Regions from separate parts of the Sus scrofa genome. Here region 1 is linked to region 2. Evidence: chromatin contacts called from public Hi-C data. All regions are on one chromosome and are shown on one strand. Each heading gives the region's core, a stretch centred on a gene start, on an enhancer-like site or on the middle of the called end of the contact. The rest is flanking DNA. Distances are from core to core; before and after follow the strand shown.

Region 1 (6,017 bases), core at 301-2,800, 1.0 Mb after region 2:
TGCATTCCCCAGTCTGCTTCCCCTTGCCTCTCATTAACTCTGGCATGGAGGTCTGCCCCATCCCTTCTTGCTGGGTGGCTTTGGGTAAGTCACTTTCGATCTCTGAGCCTCAGTGTCTCCTCCTGTGAAATGCAGGGATTTGTTGCTCCCTTCAGGGAGGCTTTGGGGAGCTCAGCATGGGAAGCATTTCCCAGGCACTCACATCTTGGTCAAACCCATAGTCCACAGTGGACGCTGGCTAGCTTGCTTGGAAGACAAGAGCAGGCATAAGAGCAAGAGTGCCTGCTGTGTTTTCCCTTACTTGCAGCATGTCACTCCCCAACTCCTTGCTTGTGTTCCAAACTCTGCCTGCATTTTGGAGCGGGTCCTGTCTCTCAGCCCAGGCCAGGCCTCCATGGTCAATGCCTTGACCTCCCTCCCCCCTCATCTTCCCCTTTCTGACATCTCGAGCTGTTTCCTGTGTTTTTCTGTGCGTGGGCACCCCTGTCCCTTTGCTCTGGGAACCTTGGGAATCTTTGGGAAGGGCTGGGGGGGAGGTCAGATCCATGCAGTCCTCTGCACCCCCTCCTTTAACTCCTTCCTTCCTGGGACTTCCTGTCTGACACAGCTCCCATTTCTTTAAGGTCTTGCCTGTGGACTCCCTCCTCTGGTCACTTCAGATTTCTATTCCCCAGGACTCAGCCTTGGAGGTTTCATTTAGTAGCATAGTCCAAAGAGCTGTTAAATCACTTCACTGGCACTGGTAAATTACTCAACCTCTCTGTGCCACAGTTTCCCCATCTGTATAAAGGGGACAGTTTCCTGGGGCTGCCTTAGGTGGGTTCAGCTGCAGTCACTGGTTAATAGGTCGCGGGGGGCGGGGGCGGTTGGGGGAGGACGGTGGTAGGGGGTGGCCACCATGCTTGATGAACCGCCTCTCTCCCTCCTCTGCAAGAGTATGCCTGGCAACCCTATACCAGGTCTCTAGGGCTCAGGGTATTCCCTGCTTGACTTGACTAAACCCCAGTTTCTCAGCCTCCCACCTCCTCCTCCCCTCCACTCTCCAGGCGCTCCGCCTCGGCCCCATTTCCTGTCAGGGGTGAGGCCCCCTCCAGGGCCTCCCAAGGAGCACGCAGCGCTGGCATCCCTGGCCAGGCGCACATAACGGTCCGCGCCCCCTCTCCCCCCAGCCCGTTACTTCCAGGACCCCTGCTTACCCCGGCCCCCAACCCCGGCCCGCAGGGGGCTCCGCTGGGCTTCCCCAGTCCCCTCAGTGGTCCCTCCTTGGGGCCTCGGGACACCCCCTCCCAGGCCAGATGGGGTCTGGCGCCCCTTCTTCTCCACCTTCCCCTCTCACCGCGCTCCTTCGCGTCCGACTTTTTCCGGGGAAGTTTCTCCCGGCCCCGAAGGCGGGAGAAGGTTTTCCTGAGCAGCGGCTCGGCCATGCTGGGGCCCGGGCCGGGCGGAGTGCGCGCCCCGGGCTCGGGCCGCGCCGCCCCCCGCCCTCCCCGCCCCGCCTGGGCCTCCCCGCCCGCCCCCAGTCCAGCGGCAGCAGGAAGCGCATTCCGGGAATGCTTGGCCCCAATTTTTTTTTTTTTCTTTCCCCTTCCCGCGGCCTGAGCGGGCGATGCTGGGATATGTAGTCAGTCGCCTGGGGCCGAGAGGGGAGTGAATGGGGGCTCTGTGCTGCCTCCTGGGCTCCAACTGAATATTGTAGAGCAGGACCAGGCCCTCATCTTTCCTCGTATCCATCTTCTGTTGATGACCGCCTACAGCAAGTTCTCTTGGGTTTATTACAAAATTCATCGGGCACTTATCCCTTTTCTTTCCCCCCATCCACTGTTCTAGCCTGGTGCAAGCCCTAGGCACCTCTCAGTTTTTGAAGACATGGCCATTTCCTTAGTTTCCTGATGCCATTGCGGTGCCTGTCTCCTCCACCCAGTTCTCCTCCCCTCAACCGGCCCCCGGCAATTCCAATTACTGCTGCTGTTTAACAAACCATCCCAAAACTTAGTGGTGTGAAACAGAGTTTCATGATGCTCACACATGCTGTGGGTCAGAAATGTGAGCTAACATTGTTTCTATTCAGTTGGAAAGATTTTGAGGTTTAGGGGGTTACTCAACAAGTGAGGGTCCAGAATCACCTGGAAAAATGTTCACTTACAGATCTTGCAATTGATGCCAGGTGTGGGCTGGACCTCTATAGGGGTTGTGGAATAGGGCACCTACACATGCTTCTCCATGTGAATTGGGGGCTTCGAGCAGCTCAATAGTCAAGAGTATTTGGGCTTCTTGCTTATCTACCGAAGCTTCAAAAATGAACAAGGCAGGGAGTTCCTGTCGTGGCGCAGTGGAAGTGAATCCGACTAGAATCCATGAGGTTGTGGGTTTGATTGCTGGTCTTGCTTAGTGGGTTAAGGATCCGGAGTTGCCATGAGTTGTGGTGTAGGTCGCAGATGGGGCTTGGATCTGGCCTTGCTGTGGCTCTGGCGTAGGCCGGCAGCTATAGCTCTGATTAGACCCCTGGTCTGGGAACCTCCATTTGCTGTGCGTGTGGTCCTAAAAAAAAAAAAAAAAAAAAAAAAAAAAAAAAAAAAAAGAACAAGGCAGGAAGTCCCTGGTGGTGCAGTGGATTAAGGATCTGGCTTTGTCACTGCTGTGGCTCTGGTCACTGCTATGACTGGTCACTGCTGTGATGTGTGTTCCATCCCTGACCCAGGAACTTCTGCATGCCACAGGCAAGGCAGAAAAAAATCCAAAATGAACAAGACATTACCTTTGCTGAATCAGCTTTGAGTGCCAAACTGTGTTACTTCTCGCACCAGATTCAAGGAGAGGGGTCATAGGCTGCACCTCTCTCAGTGGGCTATGTGTCAATGTGACCTTGTAACATTCTTGTGTGAGAGAATGTGGGATGGCAGATATTATTGTAGCCATTTGGAAAATTTAACTTGCCTCACTTGTATATTCCAATCTCCATGCAATATTCAGAGTGGACTTAAAAACCTGAACTCAGATCATGGCACATCCATGCCGAACAGTCTTCCTATAATTGCTCACCCCACCTAAAATAAAATCTAGATTCCTATAAATAAAATCCAGTCCCAACAAGACTTCTGGCCTTGTCTCCTTTGTTGTCCCTGTCACTCACCATGACCTCATCTCTGGTTCTCCTTCATATCAAATTATTTCTGCCCCAGGCTCTTTGTACATGCAGTGCCTTCATGTGGCCAGGGATCAAACCCACATCCTCATGGGTGCTAGTTGGGTTCACTAACCACTGAGCCACAACGGGAACTCCTCAATATTTATTTTTTGGTAAACCCTTTTGACAGGGTTTCTGTACTTTTCCTGTTGCATTTATTTGGTTACATGCAGCTCATTTAATTCACCATTGGCTATGATTTTTTCCCAGCAATCAGAAACTCTAGATAAGCATAGGCCAGCAGCTGTAGTTCCAATTTGACCTCTAGCCTGGGAACTTCTATATGCCACAAGTGCAGCCTAAAAAGCAAAAGCAAAAAAAAAAAAAAAAAAAAAAAAAAAAAAAAAAAAATTCTTGATAAGTGAGAACAAATGATCTGCTGGCTGTATATAATGAAATGATTATGAATGCTAAATTTCACACTTGGTGAAGTTTGTAAATTATTCATCTGGATTTTACTAATCACCATTTGGATTTTGGAGTGTGTGTGTATGTCTTCTTTCCTCCAAATGTTTACATAATTGGCTAATGTGCTATGCTTATGAATAAGCACAGCCTCCAGGAGATACAGGATTTTGTTGAAATTCAGGTAGATGGTGCATGTCGTGTTTGAGTAGAGCTCTACATCCTCTTGGCAGACAATGGAAGTTGGCAGATAAGTAAGTGCCCTAATTTCCTTACCCCTCAGATGGTATCAGTGAGGTATGTGTTCCACACAAAATCTCAGAGGTCCCCAAGGGATTGAATTTTACCTGCCTATGGCGAAAACTTGCATATCAATTCACTCTTTACTGATTCCCTTCCCTTCTCTGTCTCACTTCTTCACCGCCCTTTCAGCATTTCCTAGATCAATTTCCAAATAAACTACTTGTTCTTGAATCCTTATCTTAGGATCAGCTTCTGGGAAACATCAAATGAAGACATTCTCTCCAGGCCTCAGTTTCCTCATTTATCCAAAGGGATGGGTCCAAAGAGACTCCCTCTCTTATAAAGGCTATGGGGGTAGGAGGTGTTGGATGGGGCATGTGTCTGTGGACTAAGTCCCCTGTCCCTCTCTGGGGTCCTCAGTTCCTGGGAAATGAAAGATGGAGCAGCTTATGGGGAGCAGGCTCCTAGTATCCTCCACCCCCTGCTGTCATTCTAGTTGTTCCTACACTGGAGGTTCACCTTTATCTGGCATCTTCCAGGATGAGAAGGCAAGTGCTGCAGCCTGTACAGACCTCCCTGGCTGGGAGTCAGTCCCCAGAGGCACCAGGGAAGTGGTGGCTGCTCAGAGATGTCCACTGGGGTGGTATTGAGGAGCTGAAGGGACAAAGGGTAGTCGAGTTACCAAGAGGCATCTTCCTGAGGGAGTATGTGGTGTCACCTAGGAGGTAGTTAAAAGGGCAGCATATCTTGGCCAGAGCCTCCCAGTGGCCCTTTGAAAAGCCACACCAGGCAGTTTTGGAGCTGCAGCTGAGGTACAGTGGGTCCCCCTGTTGCCCACACAGTGCCCTCCTTTTATTAGCTGAAGGCCTGCTGGGCTCTCCTGCTGGCCACGCTCCTGCACAGGTCCTAGGACACATTTAGCAATTGGTCACCTGTGGCCATGCCAAGAGCTGTCTCAGCGTCCAGTGTGCAGAGCCTGAGGGTACTGGTCACGAGGGCCTCAAAGAAGTTGTCCCAGAGGAAGAGGAGGCAGGCTGGATAGGGGTGACTGGTCAGCTAGGGACAAGAGGCCTGGGGTGGGCCGGGCCAGGAAGAGACCCCGTGTCATTCCTTAGCTCCTTCCTCCTCCCTTCTCAGGCCTCTGATCTCTTGCACATTCCAAAGAATGGTCTGGCCCTTGACTGGCTCTGGGAGGTAGCCTCTAAGCCCTTGTATTATGCTACCTTGTAGAAATCTATTGTATACCTGGGGGCCATGCCAAATAATTTATGCTAACAATGTGATTTATGGTAGGGGCCTTGGTCTACAATGTATCAGTTTAATCTCTGAAGGGGCCAGAGACTGAGTAACTAAGATGAGCCACATAGGTGGTCAGCCGTGTCTAGGTGTGTGTTATTGGATGAATTATGTGCCCCTCCCAATTCATATGTTGGAATCCCAACTCCCCAGTAATTTTGACTGTGACTGTGTTTGGAGATAGGATCTTTAAACATGTGATTAAATAAAAATAAAGTCTTTAGTCTAATCCAGTATGACTATTATCCTAAGAGGAGGAAATTTGGACACAGACATGTGTGCACACAGAGGGAAAATGATGTGAAGAGACAGGGAGAAGATGGCCATTTTCAAGCCAAGGAGAGAGACCTCAGAAGGAACCAACCCTGCTGACAACTTGATCTTGGACTTCCAGCCTCTAGAACTGAGAAAATTAATTTCTGTTGTTTCAGCCCCCAGTCTGTGATGTCATGGCAGCCTTAGTAAACTAATACAGTGGCCAACTCCCAGTGAAAACCCTGGGCACCAGGGAGCTTCCCAGGTTGGACGTAAACACATGTGTGTTGTCACATCATTGTTGGGAGAATTAAGCACTGTCCAATAACTCCACAGGGAGGAGACAACTGGAAGCTTGCGCCTGGTCTCTCCTGGACCCTGCTCCACGTGCCTTTTAATTGCTGATTTTAATCTGTATTGTTCCCTTGTGATACAGCATGAGTATGACAACTTTGCTGAGTTCCGTGAGTCCTTCTAGTGAATCCTGGAACCCATGGGTGGTCCTGGGAGACCTCCCACCATACAGATGCACAGAGATAGAAATGACTCCCCATTTCCAAGGCAAATGTATGAAATAGGAGCTCTCTTTCCAGGACCTTGGGCTCAAGCCTTACCAAGACCTTCCTCATGCCTT
Region 2 (5,874 bases), core at 1,895-4,394:
TGTTCCATGAACCTAGAAGCAAAATTTGAATGACCTGTGTGGAGGGGGAACAGCCGGAACAGCCATATCCAGCCTTTGCCCCTGGGGCCGGTGGTGGTGGGGGGTGTTCTAAATCTCCGCCTATGAAGCCTTGAGATTAAGTCCTGGCTTGACCCCTTAGAACCCAGGATGGGGATGCTAATTCCATCTCTGTTCAGCTCAGAAGCTGTCCTAGGGATCACAGGGAATTTAAGTCTGCATTTAAATTCTGCCCACTAGAACTTAAGCTCCAGGAGGGTAGAGGCTCACACGTCTTAGTCATGGTTGCATCTTCAGTGACTAAGCAGGCAGGTGCTGTGTATGTATTTGCTAGAAGCTGATCACCCAGACTGGCACACACATCCTAACTACAGGCCCTGTTAGAGTTCTGCTTCCCCCGATTCATCCAAGTCATTCCTGCAACCCCTGTACTGAGGCGGGTGCCTGGCACGCAGTGGGCACTGTGGAAAGATGGTTGGATGCAAGAATAAAGAGCGATGGGATCTATGTGGTGCTGCACCATTTACTAAGCACTTTCAAGTACATCATCTGTCTCCCTGAAGGAATGAATGAACAAGGCCCAGAGGAGGAGATGGGGGCTGAGCCAGGCTAGGGAGAGCTGACTCTAGGAGCCACCGGGCCAAGTTCACACCACAAATGATCGATGGAGCTCTTGAGAACAGTCTTTGGCAAAACATAACCTGGGCACAAAATGAAGAGTCACTTAATCTCTGATCTATAAAGAAAATTCAGAGGTACGCTCAGTGCCGATAGAGAATAGCCTCTATGCATTAGGTTGTATTTCAGGACTAAGCTGCGCAGTGTTAACTCTTCCTAAAACATCCCCACTCCTGTGACAGATGGCATAGGGACATACAAAGTCAAAAGCTCTGTTCAATGAACAGAGCCCAAAGCATCACTCTGTCCTACCCTCCTCCTGGGGTTTATTAACACACCAAATTTAATTAGGAAGTGTAAACTTTATGAGGCCCAAGAGTTATGAGGCCATAACTTCAAGGTCAAAGGGAATTAAACTTTCCTAGAAGACAGAGGCCTGCAGGAAGTTTACAAATATAATGAGAATATCAGGGTAGGAGAGAGGGATTCTGGGTTCATGTGTCACATCCACCTCCTTAGATGACCTTGCCCAAATTACATCCTCATCTGGAAATGGAGGCCGGCCTTCTCAGAGCCCTAAAGGGCTAGCCTTGCTTTTGTGGTCAAGAATTTAAAACCCAACAAAAAAATTCAACCTCCGAATTGATCTCACTAGGAAGGTTCTGACTCTGGGAAACTGAAGTCTGGGTTGAGGGTGAGCTGCAGTCTACCAGGAGTTGATATCACTTCCTGATAGGTGGGGATGGAAGGGTTACCCCAAAATTTGACCTTGGAGTTAGGGAAGGGGAGGAATCAGAAACATCTGTGCCCAGGGAAGAATACTGTCATTATAAGAGACATTCTGCTTCCTTCCTCTGGCAGTGGTGACAACCCCCTTATCATTATACAGTTCTGATCCTCAACCATCCAGGGTACTGGCCAAGGCAAAGAACACTAGTCCTACGGCTCAGAGAGGCAAAGTGCTTGTTAAAGGACGAACAGCAGCTGGGAAACAGGCATGATGAGTTCTAGTCCAATTCTCTTTACATCTGGCACCTAAGTATCTTGCAAAGTGCAGCTCTTGGAGGCTGGCAAGGATGGAATTAGCAGCTCACTGTGGGGTTCAGGGAGATAACATACACTGGGGTAAAGCAACACCTACTCCCTAGTTTTTTTCTAACCCCTGGGCTTGGTGACCATTCTTCTGCTTCCCCATCCAGAGCAGGGCTGCAGAGCTTAGAGGCCACTCTGCCTGATGGGTGTTACTTCCCAGTCAAACCTTTTCATGCAGGCAATGGCCTTTTTTCTGGTGAGAAGTCAGCTCCCACTTTTTGTGGATGTCAGAACTGAGAAGCAACAGGTCAGTTCTGTTCAACCACAGTGTGGGCTGGCCCTGTGGGCAAGGCTGTTTTGCAAAGTGACAACTGGTGTCCTGGCCCTAGTGATAGGGAAGTTGGGGCTGTCTGTGGCAGTGGCTGATTTTGGTTTCTAAGCTGAAGCTTTTATCTGGCATCTCCTCAGGATGACAGGTCCCAGGGCAGACAGCTGTCACTTGCCATTTCTGTTACCCTCTAGTGGGATGGAAAGCTGGGCAAGGAAAGTCTCTGGACTCCCTCTCATCATTCTTTCCAGAAGAAATTCATCTCTAGGGGAAATAGGATCAGGGAGGGGGCTCAACCCCTGAATATTCCATTATAAAAGAGCAGGAGAGGTCTGGGTTGGAGTCCTGGCTTAGACATGGATCAGCTATGCTTGTCCTGGGGAGTGAGTGCTCACATCTCTCTGGGACGGTTGAGCCTTGAGTTTGGGGGGTCAAACACACCTGGGTACAAATACCATCCTTGCCACCAGTAGACTGTGTGACCTTGGGCAAGTACAGTCTCCCTGAGCCTCAAATGCCTCTTCTGTGAAAGTAACTCATAACAGCACTTGACACAGAGGACCAGGAAGTGTGATCATGCACGTAAAGCACCTGACACACAATAAAAGCTCAATAAAGTTAGATGTCACCTGTCACTGTCCTTTCCCCATGGACAACTCCACATTTCTACGTTTATAAGTCAAAGACCCCAAAGACTGCTTCGAGGGCCGATGCAAGAACAAGATGACAGGGCGCCAAGACTCTGTCCAGGACATACACTCCCTGACAAGTAGGCTGAGGATTGGGGCCTCAGTATTCCCATCTGCAAATTGGGTACCTGACCCTCACCCCCGCCCCATGGCCCAGGAACCCCCAAAGGGCGGTGCAGGCTACTGCTCCTTCCCGCTCCGGCCTTCTCGACCCTCTCAGATCTCGGGTCCATCCCGCTCAGCAGCTCCCTCAGTCCCAGCCCTCAGGGTGAGAGCCCGGCCTGGGCCTTCCGCGCTCCCGGCCCCACTACCTATGGTGGAGATGAAAGTGGAGTTGAAGGCGTCCTCGGAGAAGCGGAACAGGACACAGGTCTTCCCCACCCCCGAGTCCCCGATCAGCAGCAGCTTGAACAGGTAATCGTAGGTCTTCGCCATATTACACTCTCTCCCCGACGGGAAGTGCGGCCAGCGCCTCGCCACTGGCCCCTGGCCCAGTCCATCAGCGCCGATCCCGCCCCCCATTGGCTCCTGGCCCGCCGCGCGTCACCGCGGCCGACGCCCGCCCCCGCGCCCCGCCCGTCTCAGGAAGACGTGGGGAAGGGGCGAGCAGGGCGCAGAGCCGGAAGCGGCCTGAGGGCGCCGCTCATTGGCCGGCGCTCAGGACAGGGCGGACTGCGATTGGCCAGTGGTGAGGAGTCGAGGGGCTTCAAATGGGGACAAGGCTGGGGCATGGCATCTCTGTGTCCCCGCCTTCTTCCTCTGACTCTAGGGCGGCCACGCCCCCCGATGGGAGGGGGAGGGCGGGCAGCTGGGCCAACGGCTCCGCGCGCCCTCAAGCTGGGGCGGGGTCTGGGGAGCGTGCGCAAGCGCGCCGGGAAGGCCGTAGTGTGCCAGCAGAGGGCGCACGCGGGTGGTGGGGGTGTTCTCTGGCTCTTGCTGTTCCAGGCCGGAGCAAGTTCAATTAGCGTCGGGTCCAGCGCGGGAATGTGGCGTGGCGGTGGTGGTGCGGTCTGCAGGCTTCCGTGTCAGACCGGGCGGAGCCGAAGAGATAGGAGAGCAGAAGTACCGTCATAGTCGAAACGAGGCCCCCTCGAGACTTGCTCCGGGGCCTTGACGCTGGCCAGCGGATCTTCCTAGAGACACCCAGGCCTCAGCCACAAGCTGCGCCCCGAGGTCCGCAGGACTCCTCAGGATGCTCCCTTGGATCTATTTAGAGGTTGCCCAGGACTTGTCCCAGAGCCTCTCCCGCCGCGACCCAGTCAGCCGTCTGAGTTGCACCCTGGAGCCTTGGAACCCGCCGAGAGAGTTCGGATAGTGAGAATTAGAGGGAATACTAAAGAGCTTTTGGTTCTGTGCCTGCCAGTGTTGTCAGCACTTATAAAAAAATTTATAAAATATTTTGTCCACACCCCAACCCACCGAGGTAGGTATTATTGTGTGTGTTCACGCTTCCCCCCACCAAGTTTTACGGTGAGAAAACAAGACTGAGAGGTTAAATGACTTTCCCAGGCTCTTAACCAGATAAATTGGTTTTTGAACTCAAACCGAACAGCTTCAGAGGCTAAGGTCTTGATCAGATAGTTTTCTGCGTGGTAGGGATGAGCCACATCACTTGGGTGGACTCACCGCCATGTGTCACTCTGGGCTATCAGGCCTGGAGGCTTCCCAAGGATCTTGACAAAAGATGACTGCTGCCTCTCCTCACTGTCCCACTTCACATTCTTTGGCTAATCTGGCTCTGGTTAGGAAAAGCTTCAACCAACCAGAGGCAATGACCACCTGGCTGCATTCAGCCTCTGTGGCATTTGATACTATTGACCACCTCCTCTCACAGATCTTTTTCTTTGTACTCTTCCCATGTTATTTGCCTGCTTCTTTTATTCCCTCTATTTACCTTCTCAGGGTGCTGCTTCTAATTCTAAGGTTCCATTGCAGTCTACTTTGGGATTTTTTGCTCTTCCCTTAGATATTGGTGTTTCTCTTGGTTCTTTCTACCTCTGTTCTTGCTTTCATGGTGATCTTACTCACTCCCGTGGCTTCTACCATCTCCATGCTGGTGATTCTCAGTTCTTAGAGAACCCATAGTCCAGCTGTTACTCCATGTCCCGAATGCTTTCAGGGTGCCTGCTTTTGGATCTGTCAGATACTTTAATTCATCATGTCCTCCACTGAATTTGTCATCTACTCACACTAGCTTGTCTTTAATTACCAAGTGAAACCCAAGTCATCTCCAACACTTTTCTTTCATCCCTCTCATCCTGTTTTTTATTTTTATGTTTTTTTTTTTAGGGCCGCACCCGAGGCATATGGAGGTTCTCAGGCTAGGGGGTCGAGTTGGAGCTGTAGCCGCTGGCCTACACTACAGCCACAGCAATGCCAGATCTGACCCACAGCAATGCCAGATCCAAGCCACATCTGTGACCTACACCCACAGCTCACAGCAACACTGGATCCTTAACCCACTGAGGGAGGCCAGGGATTGAACCTGCATCCTCGTGGATACTAGTCAGATTCATTTCTGCTGTGCCATGATGGGAACTCATCCTGGTTTTTTAAGGAGGTTCTAAATAGCTCTTGAATCTTGCTCTTCTGTTTCTAATGCCTGTCAGATCATCACATCTCTCCACTGGTCTCCCTGATCATTCACTAATCCAGATTACACCCTGCAGTGTGCTCAGTCTAAAACAGGGTCTACTGGCGGGGCAGAGTCCTCACAACCTGGTCCTAACCTCACCCTCTGTCCCACCCACACCTCATGGGATTGGGAACACCCCAAGAGCAGAGACAGGTTAGTTTAACAAACATTAAATACTTACATTCGGTACTGAGGCACAAGGATGACTAAAACAGTGTACTGAGATTAGATTACAGCCCAAGGCAGTGGGGAGAGGAGGAACTTCAGTCTAGCAATGGTAGGGCACTTAAAGGGAAGCATTATACTTTATTCGTAGACATTCCCTGCATCTACCATATCAGCAAGCTCACAGTGTCAGTTAAATGTTGAATTAAAATGAAGTAAATGTTTTTAGTTGGACTTGGTAACAAAAAATTGTTTAATGTTTTAAAGGCTTTCAGTTCTTCTTTTAGTTCCCTAATTCCCTTTCCCAAAATCATATTTGAAGGCAAATATCAAAGCAATTCAGGTAGTGAAACTGCAGTCATCTTTGGCACTTTCTTCTTGGAGTCCTT

The links. Hi-C and Micro-C count contacts between places; a contact is called where the count stands out from the background.
Region 1: a Hi-C map of skeletal muscle shows a contact between it and region 2, with 2.8 times the contacts expected there. The contact joins the promoter of SYDE1 here to the promoter of RAB8A in region 2. A contact is called at or near these places in 3 of 47 Hi-C or Micro-C datasets (brain, heart right ventricle and skeletal muscle) and 1 of 2 datasets of contacts at active chromatin or transcription factors (alveolar macrophages).

What each region holds. Positions count from the first base shown.
Region 1 is chr2:62,452,394-62,458,410 of Sscrofa11.1, forward strand. SYDE1 (rho GTPase-activating protein SYDE1) reads right to left here and starts at 1,551. Exons shown (of 8, transcript XM_003123426.4): 1 at 1,337-1,551. The coding sequence starts at 1,424.
Region 2 is chr2:61,447,207-61,453,080 of Sscrofa11.1, forward strand. RAB8A (RAB8A, member RAS oncogene family) reads right to left here and starts at 3,145. Exons shown (of 8, transcript NM_001243802.1): 1 at 2,997-3,145. The coding sequence starts at 3,120.